3 separate regions of the Mus musculus genome follow, and regions 1 and 2 are each linked to region 3. Evidence: chromatin contacts called from public Hi-C and promoter capture Hi-C data. All regions are on one chromosome and are shown on one strand. Each heading gives the region's core, a stretch centred on a gene start, on an enhancer-like site or on the middle of the called end of the contact. The rest is flanking DNA. Distances are from core to core; before and after follow the strand shown. Region 1 has its middle 47 kb from the start of Fchsd2. Region 2 holds the start of P2ry6 (pyrimidinergic receptor P2Y, G-protein coupled, 6). Region 3 overlaps Fchsd2 (FCH and double SH3 domains 2).

Region 1 (4,048 bases), core at 1,422-3,921, 150 kb after region 3:
TTTTAGGGTCCCCAGCAACAACTCAGAGGCTTACAAGGGCAGGACCTTTGTCCTGAAGCATGATTAGTTCAAGGTTCAGAGAAGGGAATTGTTGGGTACAGTCCACAGGGTGCTCTGGAGGACTTCCTGTCCGCTGCTTCAGAGGAGATTCAGAGCCCAGGGCCTGATCTCTGACAGTACCATCAGGCTGCCACAAGCCGTCTGGCCTGGCTTGGGTGGGTGTTTTCCTGAGACAGAGGCTAGGCCAGACACTTCAAATACCCTCTCAGCATCTCTGTCCCTCAGATGTGAATTACCAACTCTCTTGGCAGAGGGGGAAACTGAGGCTTCCTGGGGTAGAGAAGCTAAGCCTTGAAGATGGACTCTGGGCTTTTTTTTTTTTTTTTTTTTTTTTTTTGGTTTTTGGTTTTTGGTTTTGGGAAACAGGGTTTCTCTGTGTAGCCTGGCTGTCCTGGAACTCACTCTGTAGACCAGGCTAGCCTCAAACTCAGAAATTCGCCTGCCTCTGCCTCCCAAATGCTGGGATTAAAGGCATGTGCCACCATGCCCGGCTAGAATCCAGGCATAATTAACAAAGTCACCACAGGCTGGACACCGTGGTCTGCTCTGAGCTCCCTTAGGTGGCCTGAAGGAGAAACCTCCCAGGGCTGGATGCCTTTCTGGTTGTGAAGATGGGCCTTCAAAGCTTATGTGAAGTTTTTTAGCCAGGAGGATTCCAGGAAGGCTGACAGAGGAGAGTAAGCCATTGGACACCGGCCTGTGTGCTTCACACCCTCTGGACTTGAAGCAAAGTTCTGGCTCCTGTCTGGGCCCAGGGCGGGTTGTTTAGGAGCTGGGTCTGGCTGCAGATCAGAAAACAGGGCCCACCCTGCCCTAGAAGCTGGGCCTGCGGGTGAGTCCAAGCTAAACCACCACACAAGGGTCCATTGTGGTCTCTCCACCCGGCCCTGGGTTCTGCCAGCCCTTCCGGCTCCCGGAAAATGTTTTCCTTCTGGCAACTCCAGGGCAGCCTGCCCTTAGCCAAGATGCTGACTGGCCACACCTCTTGCCTTTCTCAATCAGCAGAGATTCTGGGGACTGGTAGCCCAGAGTGCTGGGGCTAGTCTGCGTGTCACACACAGGGTCCCTAAAGCTTGGGGAAATGAGCACACCAGGGCTAGATTCAGAATCAGAACCTTGTACTTCGTAGCCATGTTTTCCAACAAGGAGGGAGGTAAGAGGGTTTGTACCAGATAGGGGAGTAGCGTCTCCTCAGAAAGACTTAGGTGGCATTCTGAAAGAAATAACGATATTCATGCCATTTTCTGGGAAAGTTAGGTCCCCCAGGAAACAGCTGGGATAGCCTGCGGGTTACCCACTTCTTCTGGCATCCAGCCTTGAAATGCTGAAATGTAAAACCAGGCGCCGAGTTCTGGTAGGATGGTTCAGTGGATAACGCTACTTGCTGCAAAGCCAACCAACCTGAGTTTGCTCCTCAGGACCCGAAGGATGGAAGAAGAACCAACTCCTGAAAGTTGTCATTTGGCGGGTGGAGTGGGGTTGGGGAAGTGGGAGGTGGAGAGAGAGAGAGAGAGAGAGAGAGAGAGAATGAGAATAAACCAGGCATGGATGCGTTGCGTGGGATGATGTTTCATGGGGTGATGTTGCGAGGACAAGCAGGATTGGAATTTGAGGTTTCATCGCTGGCTGCCGGGACCAGAGGCTCCGGGTTCTGGGTTTCCTCGACTCTTTCACGGGCAGACAGCGCCACCTGGGGTCCAATCCATGGGACTTGAATCCCTCTGGAGATCCCACTCAGAACTCTCTGGGGATAGAAGGAATGAGCTGGGCACTGGGGATAAAAATGCTAAGATGGGTCACCAGCAGCTCTACTGGAGTCACCCACGGAAGTTCGGCCAGGGTTCCCGCTCTTGCCGCGTCTGCTCTAACCGCCACGGTCTGATCCGCAAATACGGGCTGAACTTGTGCCGCCAGTGCTTCCGGCAGTACGCGAATGACTAAGGACTAAGTTGGACTAAGCGACCTTGAATGGATTGTTCGACTGATTACCAAGCAGAACCAATCATGCTAGTCTTTGTGCACAAAGAATAAAAATGTGAAGAACTTAAAAAAAAAAAAAAAAGCTATTCCATGCAGGCAGGCCGGAGGCGCAATAGTAGAGGCCGCAGGCACAATAGTAGAGGACCACTCTACTGGATGAGAATCAGGGATGCTTTGATGGGGACCTGCAGGGTAGAGGTCACGGATTTGGAGTTAAACCTTTGTCTTGCAAGAGTGAATGGTACTCAGTTCAGGAACAGGCTGTGAAACCCATGGAGAGCTTGGTGCGTTGGCAAATGCTGGTAACAGCATTAGGCAAGTAGAGGAAGGAGGATAAGGAGGCCAAGTTTGTAACAAGCTATGTTGGAAGTTCGAGGTCAGCCTGAGCCGCGTGAGACTCCGTTGGTGACTCCGTGTGTGAGAACACTGGACAAGCATGAAGACCTAGGTTCAGATTCCATCACTAAGTTTTTTTGGTTTTGTTTTTAACATAGGTCTCTGTTGCTATGATGAAATACCACGACTTGGGAAGGAAAGGGTTTCTTTTTTTTTACAGCTTACAGCACTTCATTGGAAGGAAGTTGGGGCAGGAACTAAAGCAGAAACCACAAAGAAATGTTGTTTCCTGGCTTGCTCGGCAGGGGCTTGCTCGCTGCTTTCTTATACCACCAATGCCCGTTTGCCCAGGAATGGCCCTGCCCCATTGGGCTGGGTCATCCCATGTCAATCATTAATTGCCTACAGACAATAGGATGGAGGTATTTTACCAACTAAGATTCCTCTTCCCAGATAACTCCAGCTTGTGTCAAGTTGATAAAAACCCCTCAAGCTGGAGTTATCTATATCTAGCCTATAACCCTAGCTTCTGGGAGGTAGAAGCAAAAGGATCCCTGGGGCTTGCCCATCAGTGAGAAACCCTGTCTGGAAAGGCTTAGGACATTCTTCTGCGTTCTCCTCGGGCCTCCCTGCAAGTGCAAGGACACGTGCACCCATGCTCTCACATACAAGTCTACCAGATTAACACACCTCACCACACAGATGCTCAAACATAAGCATTCTTAAAGCATGGAGAAGGCATTGTGAGTGTAAATGTGGCTGCTTTGATTTTACTTTTGTATTTGTGCTAAGAATCAAATAACTTTACCAAGAACTCCCACACACACACCTCTCTTCCACCACCACCCTGCCCCCCCCCCCCGCCTTCCCCCCTCCTCTCCCTGCCTCCCCCTTCTTCCTTTTCCATTTGTTGCTGTTGTTTTCAAAACAAGGTTTCTCTGTGTAGCCCTGGCTGTCCTGGAACTCACTCTGTAGACCAGGCTGGCTTCAAACTCACAGAGATCTGCCTGCCTCTGCCTCCCAAGTGCTGGGATTAAAGGAGTATGCCATCACCACCTGGCTCTCTTCCTTCTTTTAAAATGAAAACAGTTGCTTACTTTATTTCTCCATCTAAACTGGCATTTAGCTTTATAAATTTTATGTGCGTGCACACACCTGCTTCTCAGTATGTATGTCATGTGCTTGCAGGTGCCCTCAGAGGCCAGGAGAACCTGGGTTCTCTGCAAGAGCAGCAAATGCTCTTAGCCACTAAGCCATCTCTCCAGCCCCATACACGAGCACTTTTTTTACCTCTCATTTTTCTCTGTTCACTGAAGAAAATTCATAAAATAGGAGTATGTATATATCTATATATATGTATATGTATATGTATGCATATATATATATGCAATCTGTCACCCTACACCTTAACTTCCTGCTGCTGGTATTACGGTATTAATCGTCCATCCGAATTTTCAGTTCTCCTTTCACAGACTCAGGCCACCCCTTCTTTAGAAGCTCAATATGCAGATGATTCTGTGCATCCACAGACTTTGACTTCTTGCCACTATTCCCTAGACAATGCAGTGTGGCATCTATTTGCATTGCATTAGGTGTCACACATAATCTGGAGATGATTTGCATTCTACTGAGGAGTACGCACAGCTGTATGCACACACTCTGGCAGCTCTTA
Region 2 (4,008 bases), core at 599-3,098, 250 kb after region 3:
CCAGCATTCCTCCAGGTTGACTGCCACGTCCTCTCGCCTGGGAGCTGACCCTCTGGATACTTTGCCCCCCCCCCCCACTGCAGTATTCCTTTTCAGGATTTTCCCTACACAGGGACAGAGGGATCTTCCTGTCAGTGGCCTGCTATTGGGTGGGAGTAGCGACTTCTTTGTTTTCTATGAAGTCACACTTACTTCTTATCAAGAGAATGGGCCTGCTGCCAGGGGCCCTGAGAGATCAGGGTCTCAGGATGTGAGGAACGTGTGATACCCTCTGTTATCTTGGTCTGCACATTGCCTTTTAGTTACTGTGATGACCATTCATGGTACCACCAAGATGTGGGTGCCTTCATTTATTATCATCATCATCATCATCACCACCATCATCATCATCACCACCACCACCACCATCATCATCATCACCCCACCATCATCATCATCATCATCATCATCATTCTTACTACTGCAGCTGCTACTATTACTATTGCTATTACTACTACATCTTACAGATAGGAGAACTGAGATCCAGAGAGGGACAGACACTGGTTAAGGTCACACAGCAAATTCAAGCAGAGTTAACCAGTGCCATCTTATCCTTGGGCTAAGGGAAAATGCTTTCTGCCTCTGGGGCTTAGAGTATGAAAAATGGGCTTGGTTGGGAGCCTAGGGGATGGGGCAGGCTAGGACCACCAAGCAAGCTTTGTGTAGGGAATCTTGATCTTCCTACACCTGGAGCTGTGTTAGCTCCCTCACACAACTCCACTGTGAGGCTCTTCTTTCATGTATACATGCCAGGGAAGAGGACCAAGGGACAAGACACCTCTGCCTTGTCTTGGAACCCAGGCAAGGCCCCAGAGCCACCCCTCTGCTGGGGTAGGTCAGAGGGTGTATTTCCTCTTCTGGCCTGCAGAGGGCTTGCAGGCCAGGCTCTGGGCACAAATCAAAGCATTGGCGTTCCGAACTGAAGCAGGGCCCAGGAGCCTGCCTGGCCTTAGCTCCTGGCCTGCTTCCATCCTGTAGGGCTTGAGGTACGGTCTCCTCCAGGCTGGGTGGACTTCTCCAGAGAGAGACAGAAAGTGGTACAGGAAACGGAGACCTAGTAAATCCTAGTTCAGTCCACTTGAGGAGACCCTAACTCTACTCAACACACCTCTCTTGATTTTTCTCTAAAGCTCTCACCTCCGATCAGAGACTTTGCTCTGCACTCTCACTCCTAGTAAATGACACCAGACGAGGAGAAAGGGGATAGGGGATAATCCGATTGACAGGGAGGGGCTGTCCGGGCCAGTCAAGTACCCAGGCAGAGCTATCCATTGCCTTCTGCTGGTCCTGCCCAAGCCCCAGGATGGATGGAGGTTAGGGAGGAAGAGTCACCCCTGTTCTGCCCTTCTTCCAAGCCACCCTCTTTCTGAGGAGCCATTCTTGGTCCCTGGAGAGTGGTGTCTGGACATGCATGGTTGGAGTCACAGACAACAGATTCCTTAATCTTGGGGTCTGGGTCTCTCTTAATGAGCCTTCCAGGCACTGCTGAGAAACCAGGGTAATTGTTCCCTGTGGCAGTAATGAGCAGGAGCCAGGCTCTGTCCAAACTTGAGAGAGGCCAGGAGGGGAGCTGGTGTGTAGCTAGGAGCCTCCCTGTGCCCAGCCCTGGGCCTTGAGTGCTCCCTCCTTCCATCTTCCCAGGAACCCTCAGGCTAAACTGATGGTCCGACGGTCCCCATCGCTAGGCTGAGTGGGCAGAGCTAGGGGTGACTTGCTCCTAGTCCGGCAGTGGCTGACTCAGCCTTGTGCCAGACACTTGAGCAAGATCTCCAGATTGAGGCCTGAGAGACAGTGTCACTTCCCCTCCTGGTAGTCCCAGTTACCTCATCTGCCACCTCCCAGACTCCTGCACTCTGGGGCACAAGAACTGCCTGGTGGCAGGGGCTGCTTCGGGAGTCTAGCTTGCTCCAGTTCTCATGGCTTGCAGGCGGTTGCTGTGTCAGAGGGAGTTTTCAGGTAAGGGTGCTTCCCTCCTCCAGTGTTTGCCCGCTGTGCACACCATTGCAGTCCCGGGCTGGGTGCAGAAGGCTGAGCAGGTGTGGGTGGGTGTGGGGCCTTCTCCCTTCCTCTTATTTCCTCTACCAAGTTCTGCCCAGAACTAGGCTGCACAACACCGGGGGACAAGGCACAGAGGCCTGGAGTGGAGGAGGCAAGGAAATGGGGACCTGACTGTGTCTTGGGTGGGGAGGTGGAATACTGAGGCAGAGGTCAGAGTTTGACTTCTGAATGAAACATGACATTTTTTCCCCTTTCTGGGCCTCAACTTCTTACCTGTGAGTTCAAGTAGCTGAGCATGTGCCTGAGTATTGTCTATGCTAGATGATATAGCATATAAATGTGTTTAATCCCAGCAGAGGTAGGCAATCTCTGTGAGTTCAAGACTAGCCTCTTCTGCATAGTGCATCTCTTGTGTGTTGCAGGTCAGAAAGATCCTATCTCAAAAAAAAAAAAAAAAAAACCCAAAACTCTGTGTGTGTCAAATTTTAGAGAGTAAAGAGGGTCCCTTGGGGAGGGGCTGGGCGGGACTCTCAGAGCTGCTCAGGCGCCTTGGCAGGAACTAGCAGGAAGGATGCTAAAATACAATGTAGCCTGAGGTTAACTCCACTGGGAAAACGGATTCCCTGAGTCCAGGCACTGCTTGTTAAGGGGAAGAAAAGCAGAGTAATTGGATGTATCTGGGAGCAGGGCTAAATCCTTCTGAGGGTTTCTGTTCACATTTGCCTCTGCTGATCCTGACGGAGGAAAGGCAGGCAGGCGCCCCATATTTGGTACTGCTACCTCCGGAACGTACGAAGCTAGCTTTGTACCTGGCGCAGCCTTCCCAGCGCTAGGATTACATGCATGTACCAAGTGCTATGCCTTCCATGGTGCATCTGCATGTGTGTGCAAGACAAAGGTGTGGATGTGTAGTTCGTGAGTGTGTGTAGCTCCAGTGCCAGTGGGAGTTTCTACTGCTGAGACTCCATTTGGCTAGGATGAAGCTCAGCTTGTTGCAAAGCATGTCTGAAGCCCTGGGCTGGATCCTCAGCACTACAAGATACTGGGCATGGCAGTGAGTATCTGTCATGCCCCTACTCAGGATGTAGAAGCAGGAGGATCAGAAATTCAAGGTCATCCTCAGCTACGTAATGAGTTCAAGGCCAGCCTGGAGAAATTTTTTTCTTTCCTTCTTTCTTTTTTTCTTTTCTCTTCTCTTCTCTTCTCTTCTCTTCTCTTCTCTTCTCTTCTCTTCTCTTCTTTCTTTCTTTTTTTCTTTTTTTGGTATATCCTTACTATTTGTTAGTTTACCAGGAAGAGTTGGGGGGTCATAGTCTAGAAACTAACACTAACTATTATCTCTAGCCTGTCCTCTTGCCTCACCCTGGAACTGTTCCTACAGACTTCACTGGGGGGTGGGGGTCCCTATAGGACTGTCTTCAGTGCTGAGAATCTGCCTGGCTCCTCTATGCCACCACCCTCCCTCTGAGTCTCAGAGCTGGCTGGGAACCTCAGTTGTCCCATTGAATCTTTGTGATATTCCAATGTCTTCTGGAGATGCTACTAGTATTCCATTTTACAGACAGGGAGATGGAGGTCTGTGAGGAGAAGTGCCTATCTCAGAATTCATGGAATTCAGCCTGCTGGTGGCAATACTAGACTTCAGTTCCTAAGACCTAACTCGGTTTTCACTGTGGCAGCCTGGCTAATGTGCTGGCTGTCTGGCTGAGTGAACACCTCAATGAAGGAGCAAACAACTCCTTTGATGCAAAGCTGAAAGTGTGTGACTGGGGAGATTGCTCAGAGGTTAAAGTGTTTGCCTTGTAAGTGTAAGGATGGGGGTTCAGATCCCTAGAATCCATGTGAGTGAGGTGGGTCATCTATAATGCCAGAGCACAGGAGGTGAGAACAGGAACAAGCCAGCTAGCTGTGCTACCAAGGTCTGGGCTCAACTGAGCCCATATCAATGAATAAAGTGGAGAGAGCTTGAGG
Region 3 (4,222 bases), core at 443-2,942:
AACTACTGTATGAGAAGTATTATCTTGTAGGAACCATCATAATTTGGAGTCTCTCTAGTTTAGTCATTTAGTCTTTATCCCAACTAATATAAACTTAGTATGTTTCAGTAGAATACTGCTGTAACAGAAGACTAACAGAAGTGGTATCTGCTGAGTGGTAGTGTAGAAAGCAGCAAGGAGATGTGCTGCAAGACTGGGAAGCAGGCCAGGATTATAAACCTTGTGTTTTAGGGCAGCATCTCTAACCCTCCTGTCTGCTAGGACCCTCACCTAGATGTAAAGCACAAGACTTAATGTAAAGCATTTAGCTCAATTGTCACGTATTGTTACTGTCATGCATTTTTAAAAACTGAGTTTGTTGTGGCTAAGAGATGGCTCAAAGGTTGAGTGCTTGCTGCTCTTGCAGAGGACCAGAGTTAGGTTCCCAGCACCTCCATCAGGCAGGCAATTCACAAGTCTGTGACTCTAATTCCCAGAGGATCTGATTCCCTCTAGCCTTCGTGGGCACCTACATGTACATGGTGCACATAAATTCATATAGGTGTGCGTGTGCGTGTGTGTACTTGAGGGAGGGTGTTAAAATTTGGAATTGTTAAATCTATTACTATTTTTCCATGTATCACTTGTCTTTGCTTTAAAATCACACTCTAACACTCACTAAGCTTGGATAAATATTCACTCATATTTTTGTCTATTTTTCACAAATATACTATCAAATATAGGCTGGTATGCTGTAAAAAGCCCTTTTATTTTTTACATTTTTTATTGGTTATTTTATGTATTGACATTTCAAATGTTATCCTCCTTCCCAGTTTCTCCACCACAAACCCCTATCCTCTCCCCCATCCCCCTGCCTTTATGAGGGAGCTCCTCCATCTGCCCACCCACTCCTGCCTCATTGCCCTAGCATTCCCCTACCCTGGGTCATTGAGCCTCCACTGGACAAAGGGGCTCCCCTCCCAGTGATGCCCGATAAGGCAGTCCTCTTCTACATATCCAGCTGGAGCCATGGGTCCCTGGTGTGTACTCTTTGGTTAAAAAGCACTTTTTAAGAGTCTAAACATTCTATCTTTCATAATCTTTCACTTTTCCACTGACTTGAAGTCTATTTTCAGTCTTATAAATTCTAAATATCTAGCTGCAATTAATCATGGCTTAAGAGGAAATGAGGCAAACCCAGTATAGCAGATAAAATTCCCTTTTCCGTGCAGCTGATGGAAAAAAAATCCTAGCTGACAAAAATCACACACACACACACACACACAAAAACCCCATATGCTTCCTTCACTTAAAAAACAAACTTCTGAATTTACACTCTCAACAGGTACAGTTTAGAAGAGTTCTATTCGGGGTAAGAACAACAACAAAAAAAACCTCCCCAGTTTCCTGGTACATTTGCATATTTTACCAAAGGCTAGGAGGAGGAAGAGCACCAAAAGTGTCCTCTGGAAACTCCCCATGAACCACAACTGTATTGGTCCTGCTTGGTCACTCAAGACAAAGCAAACACTCTCTATTTTAGTGCTAGAAAGATAAATAAGGTCTCTAAGGGGAAAGCTAATATTAGTTTTCACTGGTTCAGAGTAGAAACTATTGTAATCTTGTTCTCTTTTTCTTAAGATTTATTTATGTTATTTTATATGTATGAATGTTTTGCTCACATGTATGTCTATGCACCACTCATATGCCTGGTGCCTGTGAGATCAGAAGGAGGTGTCAGATCCTCTGTGAGTTACAGATGGTTGTGAGGTACCATGTGGGTGTTGGGAATTGAACCCTGGTTCTCTGTAAGAACAAAGCTCTTACCTGCTGATCTATTTCTGTCGCCCTCTCTTGTTCCTTACTTATACCCTCATCTTTACTTTGAAGTGATAAATTAACTAAGAAATGTAAGAAGTTACTTCTGAGACACTGAGTTTCATTAGTAAGATGATGAAAGGTAAAAAGAAAAATGTGTATCTGAAGAACCCCTCTACTGCAATTTATGCACAGGGTATTGCTAGCCACAGTTCTGCAGATGGGTAAAGAAGATCTCACCAGTTCACAAGCAGAGTGAAATGATCAGTGTACTTTGGAGGAGGGCTCCTGTAGCAAAACAATGCATACATACATAGTTATTTGAATTCAGAATTTTGAAACAAGGTCTCATATGGTAACACATGCTGGCCTTGAAACCAAAGTGATTCTTGTCTTAGTCACCCTGAACATCCATGTGCTTATATTGCAAGGTTGAACTGATACACCTGGCATGACTTCTTCCTATGGTCAAGAGTTCACCTTATCTAAAGCCTTAGATGTCTCGATGTAAACACAACTACTCTTCTACTTGTTTTACATGAAATTTCAAAACTTGTGTTACTAAAAGTGGAAAGGGCAAGAGGAACTTATGTATTGGTGTCTCAATAGAAGTTGAAACAAAGAAGGTACTAGATAGTAAGAAAATTAATGTGCTAGAAGACACAAGATAGTTCTCGGTCAGAAAGGCTATTAGGAAGGAAATTCTTTGAGACATGATGCAGAGAAGACCTAACATGCCCAGAAACTAGGGCAGCAAGCAAACCCCAGATCTTAGTGTTCCACATACTTCTCAATTCCATTAATAGCTTGTGTTAAGATCTCTAATCTCAAATTCAATTTTATTTTAAGACAGGGTCTCTCTATTTAACCCTTGGCTGTCCTAGAACTCACTATATTGGCCAGGCTAGCCGGGAACTCATAGAAATCAGCCTGCCTCTGCCTTCCACTATAGAGTGCTGGGATTAAAGCTGCACAACACCATGCCCAGCTCAAATTAAAATTTTAAAGCATCTGAACTTGGAAAGCTAACTCCTCTCAATAACATCAGCTTTGAGCTTATGTGATACTAAATCTTCTTGTAACTGAGTAAAACGCCTCATTTATAGCTATATGAAAGATAATATGCTATAATAACAAAGCCAGCATGGTACTGGCACAAAACAGACATAAAGCAATAGAACAGAATGGAGGACCCAGAAATAAACCCACACATTAATAAGCACCCATCTTAGACAAATCATCATAAATACTCATTGGAAATGAAGGAATTTAACAAATGGTCCTTTGAAAACTAGGTGTCCACATATAAGAGCGAAACTAGATCCTTAATCTGACCAAAAATCAATTCAAAATGGAGCCAAATATGGAACCAGACTAAAAAGCTGAATGAATAAAAAGATGCTATAAAAATGAATACTTACATGAACAATGGGATTTTATTAAGCTGTAAAGAAGAATGTAATGATGACTTTTGCATGAAAATGGATGGAACCAGAGATTATGTTAAGTAAAATAAACCAGACTCAGAATAACAAACACTGCATTTTTCATCTGTAGAATCTAGATTAAATTTACATGGGCACAACATGCACCTCTGACCCCACACACACATGACATAAATGTAGAAAGAGAATTATAAAAGAAGAGGAAAGGATCTAAACTGGAAGAGGTTGGTGAAGGGCAAATAACTAAGTATAACAGTGAGTATGAGTCTGAGTGTGTGAAAATGTCACTGTGAAAATTATCATGCCATATACTATAAGAATAAAATAATGCTACCATATCACTAAATAAATTTCATCCAAATTAACTTACTAAACTTGAAACAAAAATATGTCTCACTTAAAATTTTAACTAAAGGGGCTGGAGAGATGGCTCAGTGGTTAAGAGCACTAACTGCTCTTCCGAAGGTCCTGAGTTCAAATCCCAGCAACCACATGATGGCTCACAACCATCCGTAACAAGATCTGACAGCCTCTTCTGGAGTGTCTGAAGGCAGCTACAGTGTACTTACATATAATAAATAAATAAATCTTAAAAAAATTTTTTTTAACTAAACATAAAATTCACTTATTATATCTGGTCCTTAAGTGAAACCTGTTTGCCATGTCCCTTTTTTTTTAAAAGTTACAACTCTCAGTACTATAGCATCCATTTTGTAGGCTACTCAAAAGTTCTCTCAGCCTTGATAAAGTTGGTGGTAGATATGGAAGATCAGCACAGAGTACGCAATAATGAAGAAACTTGAGGGGTTGAAATATACTCCGATAAAATGCAGATAGAAAAAGCTTTGGTAAGATTTCTGAAGCTGCAGAAGGCTAACCAGAAATCTGAGAATGAATGAACTGGCTGGGCAGGACATCCATATCTGTCATTCATCATTCTTGCCCACCTCTGATTTAAAGTACTTTTGAGTTGGTTTCAC

What was found. Promoter capture Hi-C pulls out the DNA fragments that hold promoters and counts their contacts. A called contact is a pair of places that touch in the nucleus more often than the background predicts.
Region 1: a contact with region 3 is called in a Hi-C map of germinal center B cells, with 4 times the contacts expected there. The contact joins two enhancer-like sites. A contact is called at or near these places in 1 of 15 datasets of contacts at CTCF or cohesin (CD8 T cells), 92 of 484 Hi-C or Micro-C datasets (the 63-12 cell line, the AML12 cell line, B cells and 59 more) and 19 of 115 datasets of contacts at active chromatin or transcription factors (CD8 T cells, the HPC-7 cell line, Th17 cells and 14 more).
Region 2: a promoter capture Hi-C map of the HPC-7 cell line shows a contact between it and region 3. The contact joins the promoter of P2ry6 here to the enhancer-like site in region 3. A contact is called at or near these places in 5 of 39 promoter capture datasets (the C10 cell line, the HPC-7 cell line, cranial neural crest and 2 more), 1 of 15 datasets of contacts at CTCF or cohesin (the NIH/3T3 cell line), 9 of 484 Hi-C or Micro-C datasets (the G1E-ER4 cell line, embryonic stem cells, nephron progenitors and 1 more), 5 of 115 datasets of contacts at active chromatin or transcription factors (bone marrow-derived macrophages, embryonic stem cells, large pre-B cells and 2 more) and 3 of 9 other capture datasets (adipose tissue, embryonic stem cells and liver).

The regions. Positions count from the first base shown.
Region 1 is chr7:101,059,279-101,063,326 of GRCm38.p6, reverse strand. It overlaps the pseudogene Gm5735. Among named protein-coding and RNA genes, the nearest start is that of Fchsd2, 47 kb to the left of the region's middle. Within about 2 kb of position 2,671, at least 92 of the 459 cell types and tissues checked have an H3K27ac peak or open chromatin away from gene starts, as enhancers often do. A contact at or near this core is called in the 63-12 cell line, B cells, CD8 T cells and 11 more, where this site is marked.
Region 2 is chr7:100,962,206-100,966,213 of GRCm38.p6, reverse strand. P2ry6 (pyrimidinergic receptor P2Y, G-protein coupled, 6) reads left to right here and starts at 1,848. Exons shown (of 3, transcript NM_183168.2): 1 at 1,848-1,995.
Region 3 is chr7:101,211,196-101,215,417 of GRCm38.p6, reverse strand. The region is part of intron 8 of Fchsd2 (FCH and double SH3 domains 2); the gene reads right to left. Among named protein-coding and RNA genes, the nearest start is that of Gm50587, 45 kb to the left of the region's middle. Within about 2 kb of position 1,692, at least 48 of the 459 cell types and tissues checked have an H3K27ac peak or open chromatin away from gene starts, as enhancers often do. A contact at or near this core is called in the 63-12 cell line, B cells, CD8 T cells and 11 more, where this site is marked.